3 separate regions of the Sus scrofa genome follow, and all the other regions are linked to region 1. Evidence: chromatin contacts called from public HiChIP or PLAC-seq data. All regions are on one chromosome and are shown on one strand. Each heading gives the region's core, a stretch centred on a gene start, on an enhancer-like site or on the middle of the called end of the contact. The rest is flanking DNA. Distances are from core to core; before and after follow the strand shown.

The links. HiChIP or PLAC-seq counts read pairs in DNA pulled down with a chosen protein or histone mark.
Region 2: a contact with region 1 is called in an H3K27ac HiChIP or PLAC-seq map of alveolar macrophages. The contact joins the promoter of INO80C here to the promoter of ELP2 in region 1. A contact is called at or near these places in 2 of 5 promoter capture datasets (fetal liver and liver), 1 of 47 Hi-C or Micro-C datasets (liver) and 2 of 2 datasets of contacts at active chromatin or transcription factors (alveolar macrophages and skeletal muscle).
Region 3: a contact with region 1 is called in an H3K27ac HiChIP or PLAC-seq map of alveolar macrophages. The contact joins the promoter of ZNF24 here to the promoter of ELP2 in region 1. A contact is called at or near these places in 1 of 5 promoter capture datasets (fetal liver) and 1 of 2 datasets of contacts at active chromatin or transcription factors (alveolar macrophages).

The regions. Positions count from the first base shown.
Region 1 is chr6:119,882,879-119,887,501 of Sscrofa11.1, reverse strand. ELP2 (elongator complex protein 2) reads right to left here and starts at 2,093. Exons shown (of 22, transcript XM_003356413.4): 1 at 1,398-2,093. The coding sequence starts at 1,535. SLC39A6 (zinc transporter ZIP6) reads left to right here and starts at 1,666. Exons shown (of 10, transcript XM_021096271.1): 1 at 1,666-2,415; 2 at 4,075-4,623. The coding sequence starts at 4,084.
Region 2 is chr6:119,282,404-119,287,131 of Sscrofa11.1, reverse strand. INO80C (INO80 complex subunit C) reads left to right here and starts at 1,280. Exons shown (of 5, transcript XM_003356408.4): 1 at 1,280-1,665. The coding sequence starts at 1,510.
Region 3 is chr6:119,165,228-119,170,154 of Sscrofa11.1, reverse strand. It overlaps ZNF24 (zinc finger protein 24), which reads left to right and starts at 2,951. Exons shown (of 4, transcript NM_001243375.1): 1 at 2,951-3,042; 2 at 4,906-4,927.

The DNA of each region.
Region 1 (4,623 bases), core at 844-3,343:
CACAGCAACAGACACATCGATCTGAGCCGAGTCCACGACCTACACCATAGCTCACAGCAACGCCAGATCATTAACATACTGAGAGAGGCCAGGGATTGAACCTGCAACTTCATGGTTCCTGGTCAGATTTGTTTCTGCTGTGCCATGATGGGAACTCCAGATTTCAGTGTTTTTAACGCTAATAAAAAGTTCAAGATTACTGTTCTCCACAGTGGCTGCATCAATTTATATTGCCACCAACAGTATAGGAGGGTTCCCCTTTCTCCATACTCTCTCCAGCATTTTTTTTTTCTGAAACATATGGAAGTTCTCAGCTAGAGGTCTAATCAGAGCTGCAGCTGTCAGTTCATGCTACAGCCACGGCAATGCCGGATCCTTAACCCACTGAGCGAGGCCATGGATCAAACCTGCATCCTCAAGGACACTATATCGACTTCTTAACCTGCTGAGCCACAATGGGAACTCCTCTCCAGCATTTAATATTTGTAGACTTTTTGATGATGGGATTCTGACTGGCGTGAGCTAATACTTCATTGCAGTTTTGCTTTGCATTTCTCTCATAATTAGCAGTATTGAGCATCTTTTCATGTGCCTGTAAGCCATCTGTATGCCTACCTAGAATGATGGAATTTTTAACCAAATTAATAAAGCAGTACAATAAGAAATATCTAGAGCTATCTACTGCAATGTTTTAATTTCCAGCACTTAACTTTCTATCCTGAGGCTCTTTTGGAGAAACAACCCCACTACAACATCCAAAACTAACCAGTGGGAATGGGGTCATAATAAACTCTGGGAAGAATGCAGAAACTAGTTACTTGAGAAATTTGGTAGGGAAAACGGGAAGAAAATAATCAATTGGGTGCCTTTCAGGGAATGAAGTCCTGCCTTCAGCTTAACTAGTGCTTAGGATACCCATTCCCTGTGACCTTATCCCAATGCATTTTCTTTAAAACTAAAATGTAAATAGTATTTCTTTGAAATTCAAGACAAGTTTGTTAAATAACACTAATGGAAATGTAGAAATGAGATAGCATCTGTATGATGGTCTTAATCCACACCTAAACTGCAAATGTTTTAAAACCCAAGCTGATTCTCTGAACTATAGTTCCCACAAAAGTCTTCAGAAAAGGCTGTCATCATTTGAGACTCTACCAGGGGCTAACAGGCCACTGCTGAGACATGGTTACCCCAGGTTTACGCAGCGCTCAAGACAGCGAAGGACGAGTGTGGCGCGCCAGAGCGAGACTCCTTGCTTAGACACCCTCCTCGAAGCAGACCCAACCGCACACCCGCTCTGTAGGTTCTGGGACAGGGTCTACAGTCCACCCTGAGAGCATCCAGCAGATTCGGCCCCAGAAACACACGGGGATCGGGCAAGTGGCCACTTCTCTTACCTGAGGGTCATAGAGCACTACGGAACAGGACGTGCCAAAGGCAAGAAGTCCTCCGGGCCCGGAGCTCCAGCTGAGAGCTCCCCGCACCCGATTCGGGCAGCAAAACACGTGAGAGGTCTCCAGTACGGGTGCCACCATGTTGCTGGCTGGTCAGCGGCCGAAACCTGGGCGCACACTTCCGCCCTCGGAGCGGAACTGCTCGCCAGCCGCCCCTCCCCCCGGCGTTATCCGCACCGCGTTTCCGAGGAGCCCGGGGGCGGGGCAGAGGCGGGCCCGCCCCTCAGGGCCCGCCCCCCTTCCTGGCCGAAGTGGTCCTCAGTGCCCATCCATCTTTACCAGCGCCCCTGGATCTTGGCTCGGGGCACAGGCACGACCTCCTTCCCAGCAGTGAAGACCCTACCGGAACAATTCAAGACCCTCCAGAAAGACCTAGGGCTCGTGTGCCGGAACGACGGCAGGAACGTCCCGCTGCACCTCACGGCTTGGTTCCTAGCAGCAGACGGGGCTGGCCCGGGTCGGGGCCTTGGAGAGCGAGTTTCGGGCCTCAGGGAGACAGGGGCGCGGAGGGGCTCAAGGAAAGGGCTTCCAGCTGATCTTGGAGCTAAGAGCCCGCCAGAGCCGCGTCTCCGCCCTCTCCCGCCCCTGCGAGCCCCGCGGCGCCGGCGAACAGGCGGACGCGCGGATCCGCCTGCAGGGGACGGGGTCGAGCCGCACTGCGCATGCCCCGTAGTCATGGCTGGCGGAGGCGGTGGTTCCCGGCGGCGAGCTGCGCGCGGCGGTAATTAGTAATTGTCCTGCGGCTCGCGGGAGGAGAGGGCACGTGGGGCGAGGCTTCTCTGTGTCTGCCGTGCAGTACCCCAACCGAGGGGCCAGCCGGACAGATGAGACCGCCGCCTCCTCACGCCCTATAGACGTTTCTACGGAGAGAAGCACAAGCGAGTGCCGAGCTCTCCGGACCGCCGGCGGGAACTGAACTGGCGCGCGGGACCGAGCCGGAGGGCAGCGAGGCCGCGAGGAGGTGAGTCCCGCAGGTCCCTCAGGGCAGGCGGAAAAGGGGAACCCTGCGGAACGGCGAGGGCAGACTTCCCAGTTTGGGGTGCACAGATAGGCTGCGAGGTCCAACGGGGTAAGGAAACGGTTAGTCCTGTTTATCTAATTTTCTAAGAAGGTACTGTCGTGTTTAAAAATAAAAAGCCCTTAGAAGCAGTTTGGTGCCCTCTTTCGTGTTTTCTCCATTGGCGCTATTCTCCAGGCCCTTTCCTTCAGCTTTCTTTTCTCTAACACACGCGGACTTGCCGGGAAGGAGATCTGCCAGCGGGTCCAGTACCGCCCTGAGCATCCTCCCTGGAGAAAGGAACAGAGCTGTCCCCGAGCCATTCGTCTGTGTTGACCCCACCCATCCCGCTCCTTGCTTCTCTTCTGCGAATGATTTCTTAAAGGTTCTCTTCTGCCTATTAAAACTTCAGGCCCCACGGATTGTTCTTTCAGGAGTCTAACCCTGTGATGGTACATACTTCCATTTTCCACAGTATGATAAGCAGCTGTTGTGCAACATTGCTGACAGTGTTTGGAGCACTTCCACATACATCCGTCATGTGTTTCCTCAGTCACTCTATAAGAAAGGTATTACCAGCTTTTCCTGGTCCAAAGAAGAGCAGCTGAAAGTGGTAGAGCTGGGTTGCCCCTTGCCCTTGCTCTCTCACCCCTGAGTCCACCTCTTTCTCTGGAGGCTGGTAAGTTTGGTCACGATCACCATCCATCATTGGTGCTGGACATCGGCTGACTGTCCACAGAGATACTAGTCTATCCACTTATCTGGGCTATCTCTTCCTCTGTTTAACTCAATTCTGCTTTTCAAGGCACAACTGGATTCCTAATTCCTCTTTGCATCATAGGCTTTTGGTTCCAAACACTATTGTGTGGATGAGTGGTAGTCTATGAAAAGATTTTCACTGGTTTTAAGCAACAGAAGAGCGAGATAGTTTTTTAATGAAGTTTAAAAGAACTGTTATTGTGCAGGCATTCAAAAGAATGAGATCGCTTTATATGTACTGACATAAAAAGATGTTATTTGTTGAGTGGGGTAAAAAAACATCCCATTTGTGTGGTTAAGGCATGCATCTACCTGAGTGTGCATGAGGCATAAGCAAGAAACTGGAAAAATTTTGTACCTTTGAAGAGTGGGATTGGGGGAAAGAAGCCTCAAATTGTATTGTATATAGTGTAAGAAAAAAATTTTAAATGTGAGCTATTCTGAGATTGCCATTTTACTTTTTTGACATTAAAAGAGTGTTCTGTGAAATGATGGTAGTGGTGGAGGTAGTTGGGTTTTGTTTTGTTTTGTTTTGAATTGTTTTTCTAAACGCAGTAAGAAGTTGCCAGTATGGCTGGGGCCACATGAATCTCTCCAGACTCTGAATCATCATTGCTTTTACCGTTCTAATTACAGTTTTAGCACTTAGCTGCTTTCTGGTTGTTTCATGTGTTTTAGCAATTCAGGGTTCGAGCCTAGGACTCCACTTGTCTATATTTTTACATTAGCTAGCACTTCACTGGTCACATTAGATGATGCTCTATAATTTTGATTCTTTGATTGGACATCAGCTTTTAGCATGAGATTTCTTTATTGAAATTATTTTGAAAAGGGCTTTTTTTTCTTTGTCTTTTTCTGTCTTAGGAAAGTGCGATGGCGAGGAATTTATCTGTGATCTTAATCCTGACCTTCTCCCTGTCCTTCACAAATCCCCTTCATGAAGTAGGACCAGCCACTGCTTTCCCTCAGACCACTGAGAAAATTATTCCCAATTGGGAATCTGGCATTAATGTTGACATGGCAGTTACCACACAGCAACACCACCTTCAGCAGCTTTTCCGTCGCTATGGAGAAAATAATTCCTTGTCAGTTGAAGGGTTCAGAAAGTTGCTTCAGAATATAGGCATAGATAAGATTAAAAGAATCCATATACACCATGACCACGAGCATCACTCCGACCACGAGCATCACTCTGACCATGATCATCACTTTCACCGTAATCGCGCTCCCAGTAAAAACAATCGGAAAGCTCTTTGCCCAGACCATGACTCTGAGAGTTCAAATAAAGATCCTAGAAGCAGCCAGGGGAAGGGATCTCACAGATCAGAACATGCCAATGGTAGGAGGAATGCTTTAATCAAGGATGGTGTTGGTGCTGGTGAAGTGACCTCGACTGTGTATAATGCCGTCTCT
Region 2 (4,728 bases), core at 31-2,530, 600 kb after region 1:
GGAAGAATCAAGGATGGCTCCCAGGTTCTTGGTTTGAACAAGTGGTGGATACTGCTGGCATTTTCTGAGCTAGGAAGCACTGAAGGAGGAGTGTGTTTTAGAGAAGCAGAGAGGATGATGAATTCTGCTTTTGCCATGCTGGATGTGGGATGCCTGTAAGCATCTGAATTTATATCTAGGCAAGGAATTTTGTATCTGAGTATACATCTCTGGAGAAAGACCCAGATAAGAGATGGAAATCTGAAAGCGAACTGTATTTAGGTGATACCTGAGGCCCCTTGAGGTGGTTGAATGTCTGGGGAGAGTATAAACTGAGGAGGGCAGGAAGCAACAAGAAACTCTCCATATAAGGACTGTGCAGGAAGAGCTGGTTCCAAACCTGGCTGACCGTTAGAATCACCTGGGAAACTTTACAAAATGTTTATCTGCTGTGAGGGGGTGTGTCTACATGACCCATATTTTGAAAAAAAAAAAAAAAAAACCCAAAAAACAAACAAACAAAAAATTATAGTATGATTAGAAACCATTTGGTAGAAGAAAATTGTCAAAGAGAGGACCAGTGGTTAGGAAAGAGGAAAATAAAAAAAATGATGGTGTTCTAGATCCGGGGGATGGGAGGTGGGAGGGTGGTTCAGAATGAAAGGGATCAGACAAAAGCAGGACTGAATTTAGCAATGGGAAACCAGATGTGGTGCACCCACTTGACTGACCCCTTACGAGTAGGGGATTGGTGTGTAAACGCAACAAACATTTACTGAGGGATCACAGCAAGGTGCCCTCAGAGAAGCAAGCACAGGTGGGCATAGAGGAGGGCAGATTAAAGGAAGGTGCCTCGGGTGGCAGAATAACAAGGGAGAGGGGTGTTTCATTGAGGTTCATAAATAGGTTTTAGCAGATCTGTGACCTGCTGAAATCTGTAATGTAAGATTATGTCTATGCCCGTATATTGTGGGGGGGGGGGGCTGAGCTAGTCAAAGGGGTCAGTGGCCTCTAAAAAGTTAAGAATCACTCTACCCTTCAAGTCCATCTGGGCACCATTGAAACACAGGCTTCTGGGCGAGAAGGCCACGACCAAGGGAAAAGCTAGCAGCGTGATGGTCGGTCTACTCCACACAGAATCTTACCTTTACACTTACAGATATCAAAAGTGATCAATCTTCTGACTTAATGTGAGAAGAGATTAACTTTAAAAAAATCCAATTTTTTAAAACAGATGGTGGTACTTTCTACTCCTCAATCCCTGGGGGCTTCCAAGCACGTGCCCGGGTTCGGAGCGCGGGCGGAGCAACACGAGGCTGGCTGACGCGTGGACGCCCTCCCGCCCGGAAAGAACTGACTGCTCCGAGCTCCGCCTTTTAGATTTGGCCGAGAGAAGTCGACGCAAGCTTTCAGAGTCCAGGCCGGGTTTTCAAAAGCGTAAGACGGAAGTAACCGAGGGCCGGAAGTTTCACGGTCCGCACAGGGACAGAAGTTGGGGGGGGGGGGCGGAGAGGAAGGCTTGGGGTAGGAATGGCGGCTCAAATCCCAATTGTGGCCACCACTTCCACTCCCGGGATACCCCGGAACAGCAAGAAGAGGCCGGCCAGTCCTTCCCACAACGGCAGCAGCGCCGGAGGCTATAGCGCCAGTAAGAAGAAGAAAGTGTCCGCCTCTGGCTTTGCGCAGGTACCCTGACACTCGCTTAGCTTGCGCGTGCGCGGGGCTGGGCTGGGGCGGGATGAAGGCGCCTGGGAGTTCGGCGGGGCGGGGCACGGCGTGGCAGGGCGCAGCGCATGCGCAGGGGAGTGCCGCCGTACCTCTTCGGTAGAACCTTGTCTCTGGTGTAAATGAAACACTTTATTTTTCCCTTAGTTTGACTCTGTGGGAGTAGGTTAAAGAACCACCAGCGTTGCATTGTTCTTGAGGAGAGCGGGGGGTGGGGAAGTTGTTGTTGCCCTAATAGGCCGTCCCTTTCCGTCGAGGTCGCGTTTAAAGCGAGGCTTAGGACTTTTCTTATTTAATGTGAGTTTTAATCAAGCAGAAGTTCCCGTGTATCAACTTTGTCCATTCTACAGCCATTTACCGAATGCCTGTGAGGTGCAGAGCGCCGTAATGAACCGCGTGAAGGAATACAAAGAAGTTCTGGCACGGGTGATTCCCCTCATCCTCAAAGTGCTTTTGTGACCCTCAGTCTCCCTGTCCAAAAGTGGGTTTGGTCTTAACCTCATGGGGTTGTTACGAGGATTCAATAAGATCATGGTGATAAAGCTCTGAGCACAGCTTCTGACACAGACTTCACCAGTTGAGGTGGCGGCGCGGGTTCTTTTTACAAAGGTGTCTACCTATGTCTACCATCTAGATCAAGATAAAGAGCATTTCCAAGGGCCTTTGAAAATTCCCTGGTGACCCTTTCCAGTCCATACTCTTTTCTCCCTGTCAGAGGTAACCACCACTCTGACACCTCTCACCAGATTGACTTTGCCTTTTTAAACAGAATATGTATAGAATCATAGCAGATTCTTTTTGTGTCTGTTTGGGCTTTCTCTATAAAACAAGGTTTTTGAGAGTTATTTCATTCATGTTATTACCTGTTTTGGAGCATCTAGTATATTGTGTGAATATACCACAACTGATGGACATTGGAGTTCTTGATAGTTTTTGCCCTTATGCATAAGCTGCCCTGAACATTCCTATACACATCTGTGTAGATAAATGCTTTCATTTCTCTTGGGTAAATGGATAGTCGTGGAATTGCTGGATCATAAGGTGGACACACTCACAACTCCGAAATTGTTAAACAGTGGTTTCCAAAGTAGTTGCACTGTTGTGCATTCTCAGCAGTAAAGTATAAGAATTCCAGTTGCTCTATGTCCTCAACAATACTTGGCATCATCTGTCTTTTTGCCATTCTGATGGCTGTGTAGTGTTGTGTCATTGTTTTAAAATTTTTGTGTCATAGTTTACTAATGATATCAATCACCTTTTCATATGCTTTTGACCATTCCAATATCTTTTGTGAGGTGCCTGATTTTTTTTTTTTCTCATCAGGTTGTTTTAATTATTAATGTATAGGAGTTCTTGATATATTCTTGTTCGGAGTCCTTTGCCAAATACATGCATTGAGTGCTTTCTCCCAGTATGTGCACAGTGCATTTTGATATCCAACAGTGCCAAGACCAAGGAATATAGTCAGTTCATATTGGGAAGAGTGATTGTTTTGACCCTAAAGGTACATTGGTCATCAGCTCCCACCACAGCAATCTTTAGAGTGTGGACAAATGTCTTTGGGATGCTGGAAATTCCCAGTAACCCAGCGTGGTGGCAATCACAACTCTGGAGGTCCTGGAGCTCTCACTGAGAGGAAGGGCAGCCTGGGTATTCCCTATCGGCGTCTCCATCTCAGCAGCCTCAGCAGACACTCCTAGGAGTAGGCCGTTCCCTAGAAGAGTGAATTCTTTTTTCTTTGTTCTCCTCTTCTCAGGTGACATTTAATAAGGTAGATAGCCAGTTACCTGACTCCCATCCTCAGCATCTCATAAAGAAGCTAAAAAACTTGGCTTCAACCTCCAGAAAGGAGTCTGAGATATTTTTTTTTTCCCTACTCTAACACAGCATTCTATCCTAGTTCTCTGTCCACAGCATATGCAGGAATTAGCACAGGGCTACCCCCAAGGGCTGTCTGGAATCTTCCCAGAGTGACCTCTTGTCCCCTGCTCAGCCTTTCTGTTCTGTTTCAGTTCAGTTCAATCCACAAGAATTTATTTCTGTTAGGTCTCCAGCAGTATGCTTAAGACATTTCAAGGGATTATAGCTTGTCTTTGCCCTCCCAAAATCCTAGGAGGAGAGAATGACATACATATATTGCATTAGTTTTCTTTCCTTTTTTTTTTTTCTTTTTGGCCACCCTGAGGCATATGGAATTCCCAGACCAGGGGTCAGATCCGAGCTGCAGTTGCAACCTAAGCTGCAGCTGCAGTAACACCAGATCCTTAATCAACTGTGCTGGGCTGGGGATCGAACCTGGTTCTGTAGGTCAGAAGTCCTGGCACAGCAAGACCGCTCCGGGTGTCACCAGGCTGAAATCAAAGAGTTTCTTGTCTGGATGCTCTCTTCTTAGGCTGTTGGCAGAATTCAGTTCTTTGCAGTTATAGGACTGCAGCCCCCTGTCTCCTTGCTGTCAGTGTGTCACTGTCCACATTCCCAGCCACATGGCTTCCTCCATCTTTGGAGCCAGCTGTGAAGAATCTTTTGTCTAATCCCTCTCACCTCAAAGGTCTCTGTCTTCTCTTATCGCTGATCTCTGGACCCAGCTTTAAAGAACTTACGTGATTAGGGCAGACCCACCAGGGTAAGATAAGTTAATTTAAGGCCTTAATTAGGAGTTCCTGTTGTGGCGCAGTGGTTAACAAATCCGACTAGGAACCATGAGGTTGCCGGTTCGGTCCCTGCCCTTGCTCAGTGGGTTAACGATCCGTCATTGCTGTGAGCTGTGGTGTAGGTCGCAGACGCGGCTCGGATTCCGAGTTGCTGTGGCTCTGGCGTAGGCCAGCAGCTACAGCTCCAGTTGGACCCCTAGCCTGGGAACCTCCATATGCCGCAGGAGCAGCCCAAGAAATGGCAAAAAAAAACCCACCTTAATTATATCTTCAGACCCCTTCACAGTGATACATACATTAGCAGTTTGCTTAAAAACAAGGAGAAAGGTGTGTATACACCAGAGGCAGGGAATCTTTTTTTTTTTTTTCTTTT
Region 3 (4,927 bases), core at 1,702-4,201, 720 kb after region 1:
CCTAAACACAAACACCCATAAGTAAAGATTTGGCACCCTGTACATAATGTCTGTGGGTTAAAGATTAGTAGCACATGATGTTTTTCAAGAACTTTCCTAGTTTGTTCTAATCTCTGATCAATATACCTTTTTCGCAACTACTGTTATTCACCCATCGTGATCATGCTGAGATCTCCTGAGTTCATCTTTGATGACTAAGATTCCCCCAAAGAAAGAAGAATGCATGTTTGTCCAAATACTAATTCCTATCTGAAAACCTGTTTTTCTCCTTTTTACTATAAAACTCCTCTCAACTCTTCCCAATGGAGGGCACAGTCTTTAACACATTAGCTTGCCTTGGCCTCCTTTGCCTGGCAAAATGATAAAAGCTATCTTTCCCCCCTTTACCCAAAACTCTGCAGTTCAATTCGGCACGGGGACACAGAGGCTGAATTTCAGCAGCATCATCTGGTAGTTAACCTCTTCCACCTGGTGGGGGTTTCAGTATCTAAAAGGCAGCTCACAGGATATGGCCCAGGATCTGCAGCCCTTGAAGAGGAACTAAAAGTCCTTGCCTTTGCTTAGTTATTATTTGGTCTTATTTGACTGTTTTCCTTTGCTTCCGTATTTTTTCGCTTTTCTGATTAAACTTATTACATGACAAAAATTTTTCTACAGACAAAAGGCAGGCAGAGAACATGAGGAGGAGGGGGGAACAGACCACAGGGTTTTGCTCTTTTCAACCCGAGCTGTAAAACCCCTTGTTGCTGAGGTGCGAATGCCACTGCATCTAAGCCTTTATATAGTCTGCAGCTGGACTCCAGGCAGGTGAGGCAGAAAGCCTCATCACAACCTGGGGAAGCCAGGAGCAATGGTTCCACGACAGCCTCCTGGGAAGACAGGGAGCTGAGTGGCAAATGGCCTTGTAACAGCTCATCAGGAGCCTCTCCTCTTTCAGGAGGATCACAGGGTTTTCTGCCAAGACTCAGAGCAGCTGCTGCTCAAGCATTGTCTCTGTGGCCTCTGTGGATATGTGCAAGGTCAGCAGGCACTGGCACGGAGGTTTTCCCTACATTCAGGTTGCCCAGAGGAACATGATGCTCTATCTTGACTATATCTTTAAGATAGCAACAGAGGTCACCATTCAGGAAAGAGCTCACCTAGTAGGGCTCAGAAGGATGGTGTTTCAAAGTGGGTGTTGGCAGTCCCGGCCCTCAAACGAGCAAATTAGAGAGGAAAACTTCATGGTGGTTTCCATTTACTCTCTCAGAAAAAAATTAAAAGTGACAGAATGAACACCAGGCAAAGAGTTTCGTAAAATCTTGCATTTTTAACCTCCCCAGATATGTCTGTTTGATGTGTATATTTTTTGTTTTCCAACATTAATTAGATGTTAAAAAACCTCTTAAAGCAAAGCAAAACAAAAATGCCTTGAGCTAGCTTTTAGAGTCACAAAAGACGGAAAGGTTGGGAAGAGCAGCCAAGCAGGTTGGTGGTAGTAGCCAAGTAGAAAAGAGAAAAAAAAAAAAAGTCTGGATTTCAGAAACCTCCTAAAAAAGAAAGAGAAGAAGGGCCATCAGAAGTAGCAGGTGTTCTGGGGAGGCAAAATCCTGGTCAGAGAGTAAAGTAGTGCTATGGGATCATCAGCTGACTCACTTGCGCTCTCATTCATGAATTCAGCAGAGCCTAAGGGCACTTTGCAAAGGGCACTCTGAAAGAGGCAGAAAGCTGAAGCCTGAAGATCTTGGAAGGCTGCTGGAAGGCTGGACCTGTACTTCTAACATAGACCTTAAACAACAGGGCTCTTTTGTGTGGTTCCTGATGCTGAACATGTGACCTAGCAAAGGCAGCAATGTGACCAGCCCACATTTCATTCATTTATTCAACAAATATTTATTGAGTTCTCTATGTACCAGGCAGTCAGCATCCCGGGACTACATGGGAATACTGTGGTGAACAAGACAGGCAAGGTCCCTGCCCTTATGGGACTTACAAACAAAACGAAATAAAACAAAAACCAGTGAAATGAATACATAAGATCACTTCTACCCAGTGCTATGAGCGTGAGAAGGCTTCCAGGAGGAAGAAATGGTCAGGAAGGCTGACGATTGCCAGCCACAACAAGGCTAAGAGCTGGGGTGTGGGGGTAAGGTGGGGGCAGGGAAAAACCACAGGGGGCCTTACAGGCCAATGTAAGCAGTTTTTAATGTCATAATTAATGCAGTAGGGATCCACTGAAGGCCTTTAAGTAGGGGCATTAAGTGGTCTGATTTATGTTTTTAAATCACTTTGGCAGCTGTTTTGTAGTATGAAATGTCAAGCCTAAAGTCAGAAGATAACCATGCATTCTGCAAATTCACTCTGCGATCATTGCCAAAGCTCTTGATTAAGAGTCTCATCTTGTTTCCCTGACAAATTAATTAGTCATAATAAAGCTCTATAGCACAGCAAATGGTAGCCAAAGGTTAGAGTCATGCCTTGGCTTCAAATCTTGCTTCGTACTTACTAGTTATGTATTCTCCGCAAGCTATTTACTTGAGCCTCAATTACCTCAGCTGTGAAATGGGGATAATAAAAGTTCTTACATCATAGGGTTTTCACGAAAATTAAATTACAAGACATGTAAACCACGGTGACAGAACCTGGTACAACGTGGTTAGCACACATAAATATTAGCTTTTGTTACTTCTTTCAGAGGATTACTGTGAAGATCACATGAGATAATGCATGTGAAAAGACTTATGACACCGTAAAGACTACATTAGTGGCAGAATTTTTTCTTTCCTTTCCTGGTCTTTTAAGGGGAACACAGAAGACTGGGCTAACCAGGGGAGAGAGGCGTGAGGCCAAGCGCAGCCTCAAAGCGGTCATTGTAGTTGGACAGCCCTTCCCCCAGCCCGGAGCGCATCTCTATGGCAACGCGGGGCTTCGCCTACCCCCCGCCTCCTGGGGCCCACAGACCGGAAGCAGTCTGCGCCGGGGGCTTCTGGGAAACGGCTTGTGAGCGGCGGCGTTTCTGCGTCGGCCGTGGACAGCGAAGCGGTTGCAGTTCCCGAGCTTGAGGTTTGCGCGAGAGAGGGGGGAAGAGCGTGCGAGGGAGGCTGGGCTAGAGGCTGTGGTCCGCTTGGCAAGAGTTAGCGAAAAAGCTTGGCGGTGACCTTCCTTGGCTTCCCGGGAGGCGCGGGGGACAGGCCACGGTCTCAGCGCCCAGCAGCTGGGAGACAGGGAGGGATAGACAGAAAGCCAGATAGGGCTTTCGGCACCCTTGGAGAGTCCTCCCTTCCTTGTGCCTTCCGCGACCCCCGCCTTCCCCCCTCCCCCATCGGCCGGTTTTGTTCTATTTCGAGGCCCTGGCATCTCGCGGAGGGTTCTGGGATTCTTTTCGGGTGGAGGGGGGTGGGCGGTCCTCCGCCGTGGCTGCCGGGACTTGTAGTTTGGCCGGCCTCGAGCGGAAGTGCCGTGACTCCGGCGCTGTTGAGGCTAGGTGGCCTCTGGTCTTCCGAAAGCCGCAGCCGGGAGTGTGGAGAGAAGAGGGGCTGGAGTGGTCTGGTGGGGGCCGGGTTCGCCACGGCACTCCGCTGAGTGAGTGGGAAGGTCGCGTGGGACAGGACTCCCTGCGCAAACCTGGTTGGGACTGCGGGTTCGCATTCCCCGCACCTCCTCACGTCCCATCGGCAGGGTGCTGTATGAAAACGTAAAGGGGAGAGAAATTTTATTTTTCTAGAGTGTTTGAGCCAATGGTAAGGTAGGGTTTTGGAATAGGAACAAACGAATACTGTTGGCTAAACCTTGTTTATAAGGCCGCCACACTCCAGAGTGCTTAAACAAACCTGTATGTATATTACTTGGTAAGATTTTTTTCTGATACCTAGACTTGATAGGTTTACAGGAAGTTTTGGGCAGTTACTGACTTTCAGATTCCGGGCCCTGAATAGATAATATTGAGTAACTGCATGGCTTGTTCCCAGTAGGTGTTTTAAACAATGGCATAGGCATGACTGTGCAAATACTAAGGAAAGGATCAGAAATAGCCCAAGGTTTCCCTGAAGGTAGAAGCTGGGGAGATTGTGAGTCATCCAGTGTAAGGATTAGAGTCTGCGCCACTGTGGGAAGTCAAGGTGTTATGAGAGTCCCTTTTCTTCATAGAATTTGCTATGATTAATGCCCACATTACAAATTGAAAGGTACTTATGGTGTCTCGGGTGACTGAATAATATTTGAATTTTATGGCACCTAGTGGTTTTTTTCAACATCATGTATCTGTTATTGAGCAGGTGAATATTTTTTTCATGTATATTTTAGTCCAGGGAGTTCTTAAACATTTTAAAACTATTTCTTAGCCCTGAAAAAAAAAAATTGTCAAAATTTTTTAAGCAGGTGCTAAAAAAGATACCCCTCCTTTTGAGGTGACTCAGGTGTGTCAGGTTACACCGGTATTGAATTGCAAATAATGTGTTCCATTTAGATAACACCGAGATAGGCAAGTTTTGTAGACATAGATTGGCATACTTCTCTCAAAAGGGCCAGATGGTAAATATTAAGTTTTTCATGACATGTAGCATTTATTGCAACTACTCAACTCTATTGAGTAGAGTACAGTAGTCACGCTGTTGTAGCATCAATAGTGAACAAATAAGTAAAATTATTTATGGAGACAGACACTTTCATTTCTATCAATATTCACCTGACATGAAGTGTTCTTTTGATTTTTTTCAACCATATAAAAATGTGAAAACTATTCTCAGTGCAAGCATTATTGAAAAATAGGCAGTGGGCCAGATTTAGCAGTGAACTGGAACTTCTGTTGTAGGCTATTGATTGGCATGTTTAATTTAGTAAAAATACATTTTCTTTTCTTCTATCAGGGTATGTTCAGATTCTTAGGATATTTGGTCATTTATATTGTTTTCATTTCTTGTGCCTCAGGAGTGCCTGTGAAGAAAACAGG